Linked DNA regions of Mus musculus: all the other regions are linked to region 3. The links are chromatin contacts, called in public Hi-C maps. All regions are on one chromosome and are shown on one strand. Each heading gives the region's core, a stretch centred on a gene start, on an enhancer-like site or on the middle of the called end of the contact. The rest is flanking DNA. Distances are from core to core; before and after follow the strand shown.

Evidence for each region. Hi-C and Micro-C count contacts between places; a contact is called where the count stands out from the background.
Region 1: a Hi-C map of cerebellar granule neurons shows a contact between it and region 3, with 2.6 times the contacts expected there. The contact joins two enhancer-like sites. A contact is called at or near these places in 5 of 484 Hi-C or Micro-C datasets (brain, cerebellar granule neurons and cerebellum) and 1 of 115 datasets of contacts at active chromatin or transcription factors (the NIH/3T3 cell line).
Region 2: a Hi-C map of cerebellum shows a contact between it and region 3, with 4 times the contacts expected there. The contact joins two enhancer-like sites. A contact is called at or near these places in 3 of 39 promoter capture datasets (the 3T3-L1 cell line and hippocampal neurons), 5 of 484 Hi-C or Micro-C datasets (Th2 cells, cerebellar granule neurons and cerebellum) and 1 of 115 datasets of contacts at active chromatin or transcription factors (embryonic forebrain).

The regions. Positions count from the first base shown.
Region 1 is chr3:124,273,515-124,278,165 of GRCm38.p6, reverse strand. No RefSeq gene overlaps it. Among named protein-coding and RNA genes, the nearest start is that of Tram1l1, 45 kb to the left of the region's middle. Within about 2 kb of position 3,060, at least 27 of the 459 cell types and tissues checked have an H3K27ac peak or open chromatin away from gene starts, as enhancers often do. A contact at or near this core is called in cerebellar granule neurons and cerebellum, where this site is marked.
Region 2 is chr3:123,515,392-123,519,901 of GRCm38.p6, reverse strand. No RefSeq gene overlaps it. Among named protein-coding and RNA genes, the nearest start is that of Snhg8, 9.3 kb to the right of the region's middle. Within about 2 kb of position 2,926, at least 4 of the 459 cell types and tissues checked have an H3K27ac peak or open chromatin away from gene starts, as enhancers often do. A contact at or near this core is called in cerebellum, where this site is marked.
Region 3 is chr3:123,970,816-123,975,463 of GRCm38.p6, reverse strand. No RefSeq gene overlaps it. Among named protein-coding and RNA genes, the nearest start is that of Gm40144, 34 kb to the left of the region's middle. Within about 2 kb of position 1,428, at least 6 of the 459 cell types and tissues checked have an H3K27ac peak or open chromatin away from gene starts, as enhancers often do. A contact at or near this core is called in cerebellar granule neurons and cerebellum, where this site is marked.

The sequences.
Region 1 (4,651 bases), core at 1,811-4,310, 300 kb before region 3:
GAGGTGTGTAGCAATGGGGAATGAAGAACAGGAGATAGCCACCAGCAAGTCCCAGATACCAGGAAAGGAAGAGGCTCCCAGGACCCAAAGGGGATGAAATTAGTTGAAATGCTCAACAAAGGCAAAGGGGAACCTGTAGAGACCATATCCAAGGTTAGCCAAGGCCCCAAGTTGAGGGATGGGGCCACCCACTCATCTCCAAATACTTAACCCAAAAGAACTCCTGTCTAAAGGAAATAAGAGACAAAGAGTAGAGTAGAGACTGAAGAAAAAGCCTTTCAGAGGCTGCCCCACCTGGGGATCCATCCCATATACAGGCATCAAAACCAGACACTATTGCAGACAACAAGAAGTGCTTGCTAGCAGGAGCCTAATATAGCTGTCTCCAGAGAGGATCTGCCAGAGCCTGACGAACACAGAGGAGGAGGAGGCTTGCCACCAACCATTGGACTGAGCACAGGGTCCCCAATGGAGGAGTTAGAAAAAGGACGGAAAGAGATGGAGGGGTTTGCAACCCCATACGAAGAATAACAATATGAACCAACCAGACCCCCTCCTCCAGACCTCCCAGGGACTAAAACACCAACCAAAGAGTGCACATGGCTCCTGCTGCATAAGTAGCAGAAGATGGCCTTGTCAGGCATCAATGAGAAGAGAGGCCCTTGGTCCTGTGAAGGCTCGATGCCCCAGTGTAGGGGAATGCCGTGGTGGTAAGATTGGAGTGGGTGAGTGGCAGAGCACCCTCATAGAATCAGGGGGAGAGGAAATGGGATAGGAAGTTTTCAGAAGGGAAACTAGGAAAAGGGGATAATATGTGAAATGTAAATAAATAAATAAATAAATAAATAAATAAATAAATAAAATATCAAAATTTAAAAACCAAACAAACAAACAAACAAAAAACAGAAAAATTGCTTGAGTCTGGGTCAATCCAGGTAATAGATTCTTATTTCAAGGAAGCAAGAGAAGGGAGCTAGGAGAAAAGAAAAATGATCAAGAAAAGAATGGAAAATGGTAAGTTGTGAGGTTTCTTTTAAACTTAGAGATGGAGTTGGAGAGATGGTCCAGAAGAGCAGAATTCACTTTTCAGCACTCACAGTAGGTGGCTCACAAATTCTTGCAACTCCAACTGCAGGGGATCCAATACGTCTGATCCCCTCTGGCACCTGCATTCTGGTACACTTACCTCAACATATATGCACACACATGCCTACATATACACATATATGTCCACTTAAAACTAGTATAGATCATTTCTTTTGAAAGCTTACAAGTAACCTTTAATTTAAAAAAATCAATTTGAAAAACTATGTTAAAATCCTCCCAAATTAGATGGAAAACTGTAAACACATAAATTAACGTAGCTAATTAAGCATGTATGAGAAGTAGTCAAAGGATGATCCCTATGACAACACGTAATAATAGAATTACTCAAAATTATTGGCAAAATTGTGCATAGAAATAAAGAGCCAGCAGCTGAACTACTTTTCAAAGCAGTAAAGAGAGTGGAATGGGACCAGAAAGGGGAAAATTATCAATATAGAATTCTCTACTCAACTAATATCTGTCAGCACAAAGGCAGAGAGAAGATTTTTGAACCTAGAAAAGAGAGTTTGTATTCAGCAGGCTGATAGCATCGGTAATACTGGAGGAAATCTGCTGTGCCGAAGCAAATTCCGTGCTAGCTGTAAGATTCCAGATAAAAATACGGTCATGGTTTGTAAAGAGGAAGAACAATAAAATTGTATTGGTACAGATATAGGTACATGACCAAATCTGACCAATTCCATGTTGAACGAAAGCAAATGTTTACTGAAACAAAGAGTATCGTGGACTCACACACCGAGGATGCAGTGAGTGGGAGCCTGTAGCGTTGGATCGGTGCTCAGAAAGACTTGAGCTGCCCAAGAATACAAAAACAAACAAACAAACAAACAAAAAAGACCCCCCCCAAAAAAAACAAAAAACCTAGTTAGGATTTTAAAGCTAGTACAGAAAAATTCTACCCACCGAACAGTAAACCTCTCCACAAATGTCCTCAATCAAAGTAAATGACACGGGGTGTTTGCGACTCACTTTTCCAGTGTGGGCACGCGGTTCTCACTGAATGGCAGCTTCCCAGTGTGAAATCAAAGAGAAAATATGCTGAGCGACGTGACCCAAACTCAGAAAGACAAAAATACCCATGTTCTCTCCCGTATTCACACCCAAGCCTTTAATGTCTACTTGTATATATGTAAACAGATGTGTGTGTGTGTGTGGGGGGGGGGGGTAAATTCCAAATTCTAGAAAGAAAACCTCAAAACGGTAACATGAGTTGGTCAGGAATGATGGAGAATAAGCTAAAAAGTTGGGGTGGGAGGGGGGTGGCGGGGATTGCTACACGGAGAGAACAGGCTGTTTCGAGAGAGGCAGACAGAGAATCACAAAAACACATGCTACCTGAAAATGTCCTGCCTAGTACACTATATCCTATCTAATACATTATACACTGATTTAAGGAAATGTAAAAATACATATTTTAAAAATTGCTCTGCAGGGTTCCCAATGAAGGAACTACAGGAAGGACCCAAGGGGCTGAAGGGGTTTTGCAGTCCCATAGGAGGAACAACACTATGAACCAACCAGTACCCCCAGAGCTCCCTAGGACTAAACCACCAACCAAAGAGCACACATGGAGGGACCCATGGCTCCAGCTGCATATGTAGCAGAGGATGGCCTAGTCGGTCATCAATGGGAGGAGAGGTCCTTGGTCCTGTGAAGGCTCAATGCCCCAGTGTAGGGGAATGCCAGGGCCAGGAAGTGGGAGTGGGTTTGGAGGTGAGCAAGGGGAGTGGGATGGGATAGGGATTTTCGGAAGGGAAATCAGGAAAGGGAAAAACATTTGAAATGTAAATAAAGAAAATATCTAAAAACAAACAAACAAACAAACAAACACAAAAACCAAAGGTTTCATTTTTTGTGCCGTTCTCCTGTTCGGTCGCATGGGGGCAATGTAGCTCCAGGAACCGCATTTGCAATCGCGGCTGGAAACCCCAGGGAAACAGGAGCTGGTTTTAAAGCAGAAAATGCTTCCGCAGAATTCTCAGATCACACAGAGAGGATTTTGATGCTGCGGGACCTTCTAACTCAGAAGGAAGCTTCCAATCTAATATTCTGCTTTCTACGATCCGCACAGGGGGTAGATGAAGGCAGTTTTGACGACCCTTAATTCATCTTCATAAAAATCTATCTTCATAAAATACTAACTCCGCAAAAATCCCAAAATGAAAGACCGGAGAGACATTCAATAATTCAGAAGAAATAGACATATCATTAAAGTTCCACTTCATAATATACTAAGAACATCCTGAAATGGAAATAAACTGAAAAGTATGTTAGTGATTTCATATTAAATTATGAAAGATAATAGAAAATATTAAATAAATTCTGACAAATAAATTAAAGAGCCCTTAAAATAAATGAAATAAAGTGAATATTTTATCATCAATCTCTGTTAAGAAGAAGAGTATCAAGCGTATTTTTTTTTAAACTCAAAGAAATATGTTAGAAGTTGGTAAGTTAAAATGTAAACTATATCTGTCCATAGTCTTAAGACGGGTATTTTGGGTCTTATACAATTTTTTGAGAATCAGAGACAAAGAAAATATCCTATCCATACACAGCAGTGTACTACAGTTTTAATATTGTGAACACAATGCATGACAACTTAAGGACGGAAGGGTCTAGTTTGGCTCACAGTCTGAGGGTCCAGTGCACCACCAGGGCAAACATGGCGCAGAAATACAAGGCAGCGGTCGGTCTCACTGCATCTGCAGTCACAAAACAGGGCGCAGGGACCACTGTTACTCAGCTTTCTACCTTTCACTCACTGGAGGATTCTAGCCTATGGCATTGTGGGTCTTGCCTGTAGTGAGGATAGTTCTGCTCGCCCAATCTACAAACCCCTTATGCACACTCACAGTTTTGTTTTCCTGGTGATTCTGGGTCCTGTCACTTCAATAATCAGCATTAAGAATTACAAGCAGAAAAGTATAGAGAAATTAAAAGTCCATTGCTGATTTGGAGCCAGAGAGCGGGCTTAGTGGGGCAAAGTACTTTCTGGGCAAACTCGACAACCTGAAATCAGAGCCCAGCACCTATGTAAGAAGGTAAATGCTACAGTGTTCATCTACAGGCAGTCACAGAAACAAGAGAGACCTTGCCTCTAACAGGGTGGAAAGTGAAAAGTGACACCCTGAATCCATACTCTGCTGTGCACATCCACACTGTAGTATGCATATCACACACACATGAATGGATATATATATATATATATATATATATATATATATATATATATATATATATATGTTAACTTTAAAAGACACCATGCAATTGAGAGGGAGCAAGGAAGGTTATATGGAAAGTTTAGAGGGATGAAAGGAAAGAGTAGTGGCTAATTATATAATAAACTAAATAATAGTAATAATAAAAAAATCACAGATATTCCACCTTATTCTCTGTACAGTCTTGTTTTGATTTTCCCAATATTCACTACAGCACATCAGTTTTTAGAATTTATATATAAACAGAAAAGAATATGAGGAGAAAGGTAAATGGTTTGGCTCAGGCTCAAATGTCAAAATAATAATTTCTCTTTGTTTTGTTA
Region 2 (4,510 bases), core at 1,677-4,176, 460 kb after region 3:
TCTTCAACACTGCAGGGTATGTTCCTTCATGGATTCAAAAACTCCCCTATAGCCTTTGAAGACATATTGGCTGCACTCTTGAAAATGTTTCCGTTAAATTAGGGAACGATGCTGCAGTCTGTATAGATAACAATGATTTCCGGTCTGGCTTACAAGCTTTGCCTAGGAAACACCATTCAATCCCTTATTCACCTCGTTGAATTTGGGGATAAGATGTTCTATTAGTTACGTTTCTCCTTGCTGTAACAAAATACGCGACAGAACATACGCTACGGAACGAACTTAAGGAATAAAGGATTCATTTGGGCTCGAGGTACAGCCTCTTGGGCTGGGGAAGAGTAAGGCAGCAAGAGGAGGAAGGAGCTGGTCACGTGGTACAGACGGACAGGAAGCAGAGAAATGAAAGCTGGAACTCGCTCGCTTTCAGTCTGAGATCTGGGCCCATGGACATCATCAAAGGACAGGCCTCCTTCCTCAGTCAAACCAGCCTAGAGACTCCTTCATAAGTGTATCCAGGGGTTTGTCTCTAGAGTCGATTGAGAGCCTGTGAGGTTGACAATCGGCGTTAACTGTGATGGTGCCCTGCTCTAAACTGCACGTCTTCAAAGAGCAAGCCATTCACTTAGCTTTCCAATTACAGCAAGATCACCACTGCCCCGCGGTGACAGGAAAATGGCTCTTGCCAGTGTTCAGATTCTAGGGCCTAAGGAACGGTGAGGGTCCCTGGGGACGGCACATGACCGTAGCATAAAGGGACACTCAGGGACGTACAGCTAAGCCTTGATGTGAGGCTTTGGTTGAGGCGGATCTTGACCTTTTAACTTCATGTACAGAATGTCAAGCTGCTTTGAGACTGTTTAAGGACCTTCTAACAGATGCCTCTATGTGTGGACTGCTTAACTTAACAAAAGCCTTCAATGAGGTGATAAGGAATCGGACTGGAGGTTCTTATTCCGTTGTCGTATTAAGTTCCACGGCCTTTAAATAAAATAATTCATAATAAAGTCATCAAAATAAAGTGTAAAACCAAAGAAGCATGCCTGCCTTCCCAGCAATGCTATTTACCATATATTCCTTAACATCACAAAAGTCTGCCTGTTTCACTCTATAAATGAAAAAGGGGGCTTAAGATTCATATTACGTGTGTGTGTGTGTGTGTGTGTGTGTGTGTGTGTGTGTTTATGTGTAGGTGTGAGTATGCACACTTGTGTGCTCAGAAAACCCTGCTGAGGGCCTTGCATCCCTTGGAGACAGTTACGGACATTTGCAGGATGCTTGGTTGTTATGTGCTATTGGACTTTGCACTCCGGGGCCTCATGAGCAACAAGCTCTCTCTTAACTGCTGAGCCATCTCTCCATCCTCAAATGATTCCAAGGACCGCCTGGGTTTGTGAACATGAGAGTCTTCAGCAAGAAGTAGCTGCACTCTACTATGACATCCACAAGGCACAATAGGTAGCCATTATGGATGTGCAAGTCCTTTCTTCCCATTCAATCTGCTTTCTTATACAGCTCTGTTTCGTTTAGTACCTAAAAAGAATTAGGTACTTTTTGAAAATTCTTACTCATTTTTATCAAATTTGAGTTCTGAACTTCGGGAACTTTCTGATTTTTACTCTGTACTACTTGTTGACATAAACTCGCATACAGATAAAAGAGAGTTTTCAACTAGAGAAATACACAAATGCCTGTGTTGTCTCCAACGCTAGGTCTGAGTCTACTTGGATTTCTGTAAATTTTCTGAGACAAAAACCTACTAAAACTCATATAATTGAAGAGCATCCAAAGTCTTTCTCTTACTTGAGTAAAGAGGAATATTAAGATTCTCTGGAATGTAGCTCAGCTGGTACAGTGCTTGCCTAGTGTGTATGAAGCCTTTGGTTTGATGTCCAGCATGATATGGTCAGCAGAAAGACACACGGCTGTTAGTGTCTGTTATCCCAATACTTGGGACAGAGCGGAGAAAGAACGGAAGTCCAAAGTTCAAGTCAGCCTCAGTTACTTGGCAAGCTCAAGCTACCCTGGGATACAGGAGACCACATCTTTTTTTTTTCCATTTTTTATTAGGTATTTAGCTCATTTACATTTCCAATGCTATACCAAAAGTCCCCCATACCCACCCACCCCCAATCCCCTACCCACCCACTCCCCCTTTTTGGCCCTGGCGTTCCCCTGTACCGGGGCATATAAAGTTTGCTTGTCCAATGGGCCTCTCTTTCCAGTGATGGCCGACTAGGCCATCTTTTGATACATATGCAGCTAGAGTCAAGAGCTCCGGGGTACTGGTTAGTTCATAATGTTGTTCCACCTATAGGGTTGCAGATCCCTTTAGCTCCTTGGGTACTTTCTCTAGCTCCTCCATTGGGGTTCCTGTGTTCCATCCAATAGCTGACTGTGAGCATCCACTTCTGTGTTTGCTAGGCCCCGGCATAGAGGAGACCACATCTTAATAGAGAGAGAGAGAGAGGGAGAGAGAGAGAGAGAGAGAGAGAGAGAGAGAGAGAGAGAGATTGATTCCATTTAAGAAATGAAACAGAATTAATCAGTAAAATCACTATAATCCTTGGTTTCTGACCAAAAAGAAAGGAAATGAAATCTAATTTTCTAATTCAACACAGTGATCATCTGTTCTAATTATAAATATTGGGCAATAGGAAACAGGGCCAAGGTTGGCCATTTCTGTGGAATTACTTCCATTATAAAATCCGGGAGGCATTCCCCTAGTGGATGAGGACAATCTTGGCAGAGATACAGCCAAGAATTGGCCAAAGTCGAGCACTGTCAGTAGTGCTGCAACATAAGGTCCTTCTTTCCTTATGCAGGCCATATGCAGGTGTCTATCGTTTCCCATCTTGGCTTTCCCATTTGAACAAGAAGCATTGAATTGAGCATGCAACATAGAAACAGAGCTGGCATGGTAAGATGAATAGGCTGCCTCTTCGCCCTCTGGTGGACCAAGCAGAAACATCACGTCAGTAGTTGTCCATTTATATATACTTCCCATTAACAATGAATTACCAATAATTCAGACAGCATCAGATGAGTTAAAACTGCTACTTACTTATCAACTTAATATGTATGATGGCTATTCTTGTTTATCAACCTGACTACATCTGGAATTAACTTAAAGACTAAGAAATTGTTTTCTTAATTAAATGAAGTGGGAAGACACATTTCTAGTCCAAATCTTTGAGGCAGGAAGATATATCTTTAATCCAGGTCTTTTGAGGTGGGAAAGATCCACCTTTAATCTAGGGCCACACCTTCTGTTGACAGTTTATATGAAAGACATAAGGGAAGCTTGCTCTCTCTTGCTCTGCTTGCTCTATCTCCCTAGTAAAGCCATTCTTTCACCAGCACTAGAGCCTACCTTGGGATGTTGGCATGTACTGCAAACCAGCTGACACACCCACCCAGACTCATGTACCAAACAACTACTGGATTCTTGGACCTTCCATTGGTAGACAGCCATTGTTTGGCTAGCTGGACCACAGCGTGTAAACCATTCCAATACACAATGCTTAGGAGTGCTTGCTGCTCTCACAGGGGGCCTGGGTTAGGTCCCAGCATTCTTTTCAGGCAGTTCACAACTACCTGTAACTCTACCTCCACGGAATCCGAAGCTCCCTTCTGACCTCTACACTCATATACACAAACCCACATGCAAACACACACATACACACAATTAAAAATAAAATAGAATCTTACAGAAGAAAGGCCTGTAGTGTTTAGTTTTAGTTGTTTTAGTTTTAGTTTTAGTTTTAGTTGTTTCAGTTTTAGTTTTAGTTTTAGTTTTAGTTTTAGTTTTAGTTTTAGTTTTAGTTTTAGTTTTAGTTTTAGTTTTAGTTTTAGTTTTAGGCTATGCTGTGAAGTTGTTGCTTTATAATAAAATCAAATTTCCAAAACTCATCATTTTCTAAACTCACTCATTATTATATAAAACAAAGTTCATGGGGCAGGCTGGCAGAGCCATTAAGAATGCTGGCACTTTCATGTCATTATTCACAATAAATTACATCAATAAAATCACGGTCAATAATAAATCAATGTATTCATTTTCTAGGGTTTACATGCAACTAAATAATAGGATAACATCGCCACCTAGTGGCTCTCTAAAATTGACACGTAAATATCAATCCATCTCACTGTTCTACACAGCTATAATCCTTAAGGACAGACAGTGGCTCAAAGATTTGGGGAATGGGCTAACAGAGTAAATGTCTCAGGAAGCATCTATAATGTATATTGTGACAAGCAACTAAAGCAACAAGTAACAACTAAATTGCCAAATGATTTTATGAAAGCATTAAGTAGTTTACAATCCCCCAAAACAAGAACTTCCCTTTAATAAGCTATATTAAAGGTTACCTAAATAATAATTTTGCATACACAAATGTAGTCAAACAGAAAAAACATAGTTTTTTTTAAAGCCTCACAAGTCATCTGGAAATGACAGAAGAAAAAAAACAAGCTTTTGAGATGTTAAATGTTTAATAGCGCACATGTATAG
Region 3 (4,648 bases), core at 179-2,678:
TTGGTATAGGGAAATTACAAGGTTATTTATTAAGTGTTGTTTAGAAGTCACGTGAGAGTTTGTAGCTCACTGTATTAAACTAGTGCCTTTTTACCAACTTATCGTCAAGGATATTTCAGCTTTATTCCAGAATGGTCCTAGTGTAATTCAACTGACTCAAAAGAAATCTGATTTATTACCTAATACTTTAATTGAAGCATAGAGTTATTTAACATCAGATAAATTAAAACTCTTTACAGAGGTATTATTGTTTTATTCTTTACCTTTGGATTGTGTGTGGATAAATATGTTGTGTATATAAGAATGCACATACATATCTGTGTGTCTGTGTATGTCATGATATAAATATATGTCAATAAAATAGAAAATATTGTATTTTGAGTGAGGAGAAAATTTTACTATTTAATTACGTTTATTTATTTTATGTATATGGGGGTTGTGCCTGCATATATGTCAGAACACCACACGTACACCTATTGCCAATAAGGCTGTAAATCAAGAGGGGCTGGAGCTGCAGATGCGATCCACCAAATGGATACAGGTAATAAATAGAACCGAGGTCATCCTCGAGAGCAGCCTGTGCTCTAAACCCGAGTCATTTTTCGAGCCTGCCCTGATGAGAATATTTTAAAATAAATAATGTACATACCAGCATCATTACTCATTCAATGTTCTAAGTAGAAATGTAGATGTGCACACTGATGTTAATGGCTAATAGTTGATGGTTAGGGCAAAGGGAAACCCATGCTGCTCTGCAGGGGCAAAAACATAAATTTTCCTCTATTGGATTTTGCTAAAGTCACATGAAAATTATCCAAATCAATGATGAACAATGAAGTATAAAATAATTCACATTTCAAATATTAGATATTTTGACAGTTGGGAAACAGCTGATTTACTGTTTGGCATGTGTCCACTTCATATTGACAAAGTCCGTGCCACAGAATCATCCGCATGTCTGTATATAACTAGACACTGTCGGCATGCTGTAATATATAAAATTAGACTTCCAAGATGTGACTTGGTGCTGCACTGCCATTAGCTGTGAAGTTTTCTGTCAAATGAAGAACAAATATTTTCAAATAGCAATACGATGGATTGGATTTGCTTGGCAGTTTCGACTGCTCTGTTCATATGCTCTAATTATTCTGTAATCATCTAGGCTATGGGCCATTCTTTGGATATTGTATCCAAAGACGTTAGCAGGTTTACCTTAGCTACAAATGTGGATTTCTCATTTCATAAATATTATCTAGAAAAAAATTTAAACGACGAGGGGGAAAAAAATACCAGTTTTCCGAGCTTGAAAAGGGCACATCCCGCAGAGAAGCACTGGATGTGAGCATGGTGAAAACTGACTTGCTTTCGCAGCACATAGGAATATTTCAGATCCCTCTGCTGAGTTTTCACAGCGTGAGCGTCCACACTCTCAGCTGCATGCTGGGAGCGCACCTGGCAGAAGGAGGAAGCTCCTGCCACAGATGATCAGCTACACTGCTCTTGGCGCTTTCTCTGTGGGGAAGCTGTGCTCATTTTGAGCTCTGCTGTGGATGAAAAGACAAACCAACAACCTGTGTGAAGTCAACATACACAGAATCACCCCTGGTGGATCAATGATGGAGAAACCACTCAAAAGGCATCACGATAGCCAGGACACTAACTGATAATGATTCTCCAACCTTTTCTCTAATGAAGCACTTTTGCTCCTTGCACAAGTAACTGGAGTCTTTAATTTCATCTCTATTCGCACAATTCTATGAGATTGCATATTAGGCTGACTCTAGTTTCTCACAGTGATTTTATTTTTGCATGTAATGATAATTATTATTTCCCTGACAAATAATGACCCCTAGATATTATTGTTGATGTTGATAATACCATTACTATTTTCTTAATTAATTGACGGTATCAAAGAACTTTCCCACATGTCCTAGCATAACCAAGAGAGTTCATCTCATTACTTCACTTAATTTTCACTTTATTGGATTGCGTTATTAAACCTAAATTATTCCCCTTACATTCATTTCCTCAGTTTATTGGAAATGGGCAAGAGATGGTAGCTTTTCTGCATAGTGACATTAAGAATGAAAGTTTGAGAGGGATTCAGGAGGAGTTGAGGAAATGAATCTAAACAAAATACATTATAAAAATGTATGAAATTCTCAAGGAATATAGATTTGACCATTATATATCAAAACAAAATATAATTTATTTAAGAAACATATAAGGCATAATTAAAAGTGCTTTAACAACACTAATTTATTCAACCCTATCAACAATCCCTTATGAAAAGTTGTATTTTTGTGAAATTTTTCACATATATGTGTGTCATGTGTATATATAAATATGAAAATAAAAATTTGGGGCTGATAAAATAGCTCAGCAGATAATGGCGCTTGCCCCCAAGTCCAGCGACCAAAGTTCAATACCAGGGTTCACGTGGTAGAAGAAAAGAACAAACTCCTGAAGGTTGCCTTCTGACTTGCAGAAATACTTGTGCATGCATACACACACACACACACACACACACACAGAGAGAGAGAGAGAGAGAGAGAGAGAGAGAGAGAGAAACATCAATCACATGCATGAAATAAATGAATGAGACAGCACTTTTCTGAAAAGAATGAAAATTCTAGGAAGTTATTTACATATGCATGTGGCATCTTAAACCTTGAAGGCAGAAGGCAGGGAGAACTCCCTTGCTTAACTCTTCAAGTCAGTATCCAAACAACTTTTAAAAATTAGCAATCAGTAAATTATACTCTGAAGTATCAGTAGTCGTTTTTGATTTGATAGGACATTATGGTGAGTGTATTAGTTTAAATTAATTATACTAACCCCTCTGTTTCTTAGTTATTTGCCTGAGCTTTTCATGACTCAGCGGTTCTCCCTTGGGCAACACAAGCACAGAGGCCAGAGTAATGACTCAGCAGTTAAGGGAGCTTACAGCGCTGTCACTGTCATGGGGCCTGAGTTCAATTCCCAGCACCTAGCATTAACCTCACAGGAAGGTTAATGTGTTTAGGAACCATCATTTTAAAATGAGATTTGAAAAAATTAAAGTGACACACTTTGATATGACTTTATTCTATAATAAAAATTTCTTGTAACAACTTCCAGGGTGGAATATTGCATTTCAAGAAACCAAAATCTGTTAGTCCACAGTATTTGGCTACATGATGAAATCTTTCTTATCCCCCTTGAGGTAAGAACTTCAGTTTGGCATCAATACTTCCATATTTTTGTTATTTTACTACTAATATTTTTCTACCACTAATATCTTTTTGCATTCCCTCCCAAAGTTACCAGATTGCTAGCATCTTTATTTTAATACACAAAGATACTAAATATATCACAAATAATGTAAGAAAGTGAATCTGCTTGTTAAATAGATTGTAGTACTTATATATGGAGGCTAGGCATTTTAAGTGGATTATCTTTATATTTCCAATACTAGTCATTTCAATGGGAGACATGATTATACTCAAAGTAGTAAAATGTGTGTAATAGTTCATAGAAATCCATAATATCTACATAAATATATACATTATATCAGCTATGTTAGTTCTATCCACCAAAAGAGGCCTGGAAATAATAAGAATCACTAAGAACAGCCAGACCTCAGAAAGTGAGTCCCATTGTGTGTGTGTCTGTGTGTGTATGTGTGTGTGTGTGTGTGTGTGAGAGAGAGAGAGAGAGAGAGAGAGAGAGAGAGAGAGAGAGAGCACAATAGCATGAATGTCATGGTATGTGTGTGGAGGTAAGAGGACAACTTGTGGAACTTGTTTCTTTCCTACCACCTTGTGTGATCCACACACTGAATTCAGCTGTCAGGCCCAAACATTAGTATGTCTCTACTTGCTGAGGCATCTCACTGTTCTCTGTGACTTCTTTTCATGTTCATGTCTATTCACTTTGTCTTATGGCCCACTCTTTTAACCAGTGAAGTCTGTGTGAACATGGATTTGGAGTCATCCTTTGGCACCTGGTGCGCTCAACAATAGATATGCAACTACAGACAGAAATTCTTCCAGCCATAGAACCTATTAACAGTCAATAGTTCAGAAGTAATGAATAGGACACAGGAAGTGGGGTGCTGACTATAGGTGAGGACTCTTCAATGGGGCAGCTATAATGATAGCCTTATAAGTAGCCTTATCATGATGCAATGATACAGATTTGAAAGAAAATCTTTCTGGGGTCTGTTGGTACCTCATTTCAAGGTCTACAGAAAAGATTTGTATTGGGTAATCTGCTCAATCCTAATAAATATTTTTAATATTATTATATCTACAAGCTCTGAATTTTTAACAATTCAAAACATCATTTTATCTCTGAACTTCCGATTTTCATAGACTTAAAGGTCTCTGCAGATCAAAATACTACGTTTCAGCTGAAGTGATTAAGAAAACAGATGTGGTACCTAAGCTTTGTAATTTGCTCCAGTCTGGTGACACTCTTGGGATTTGCTATCTATAGTTTCTATCTCATCTTTAATGCATACTCCACACAATATTGTAGTTCCAAAAAGACAATGAACTGACACGTTCCGATTTCACACTTAGCCAAAATTCTCAAACTTTTGGTTATTTGCTGTTCTATATCCATAGATTTTTCTTTGCCAATTATCAAATATTTATCATAGATT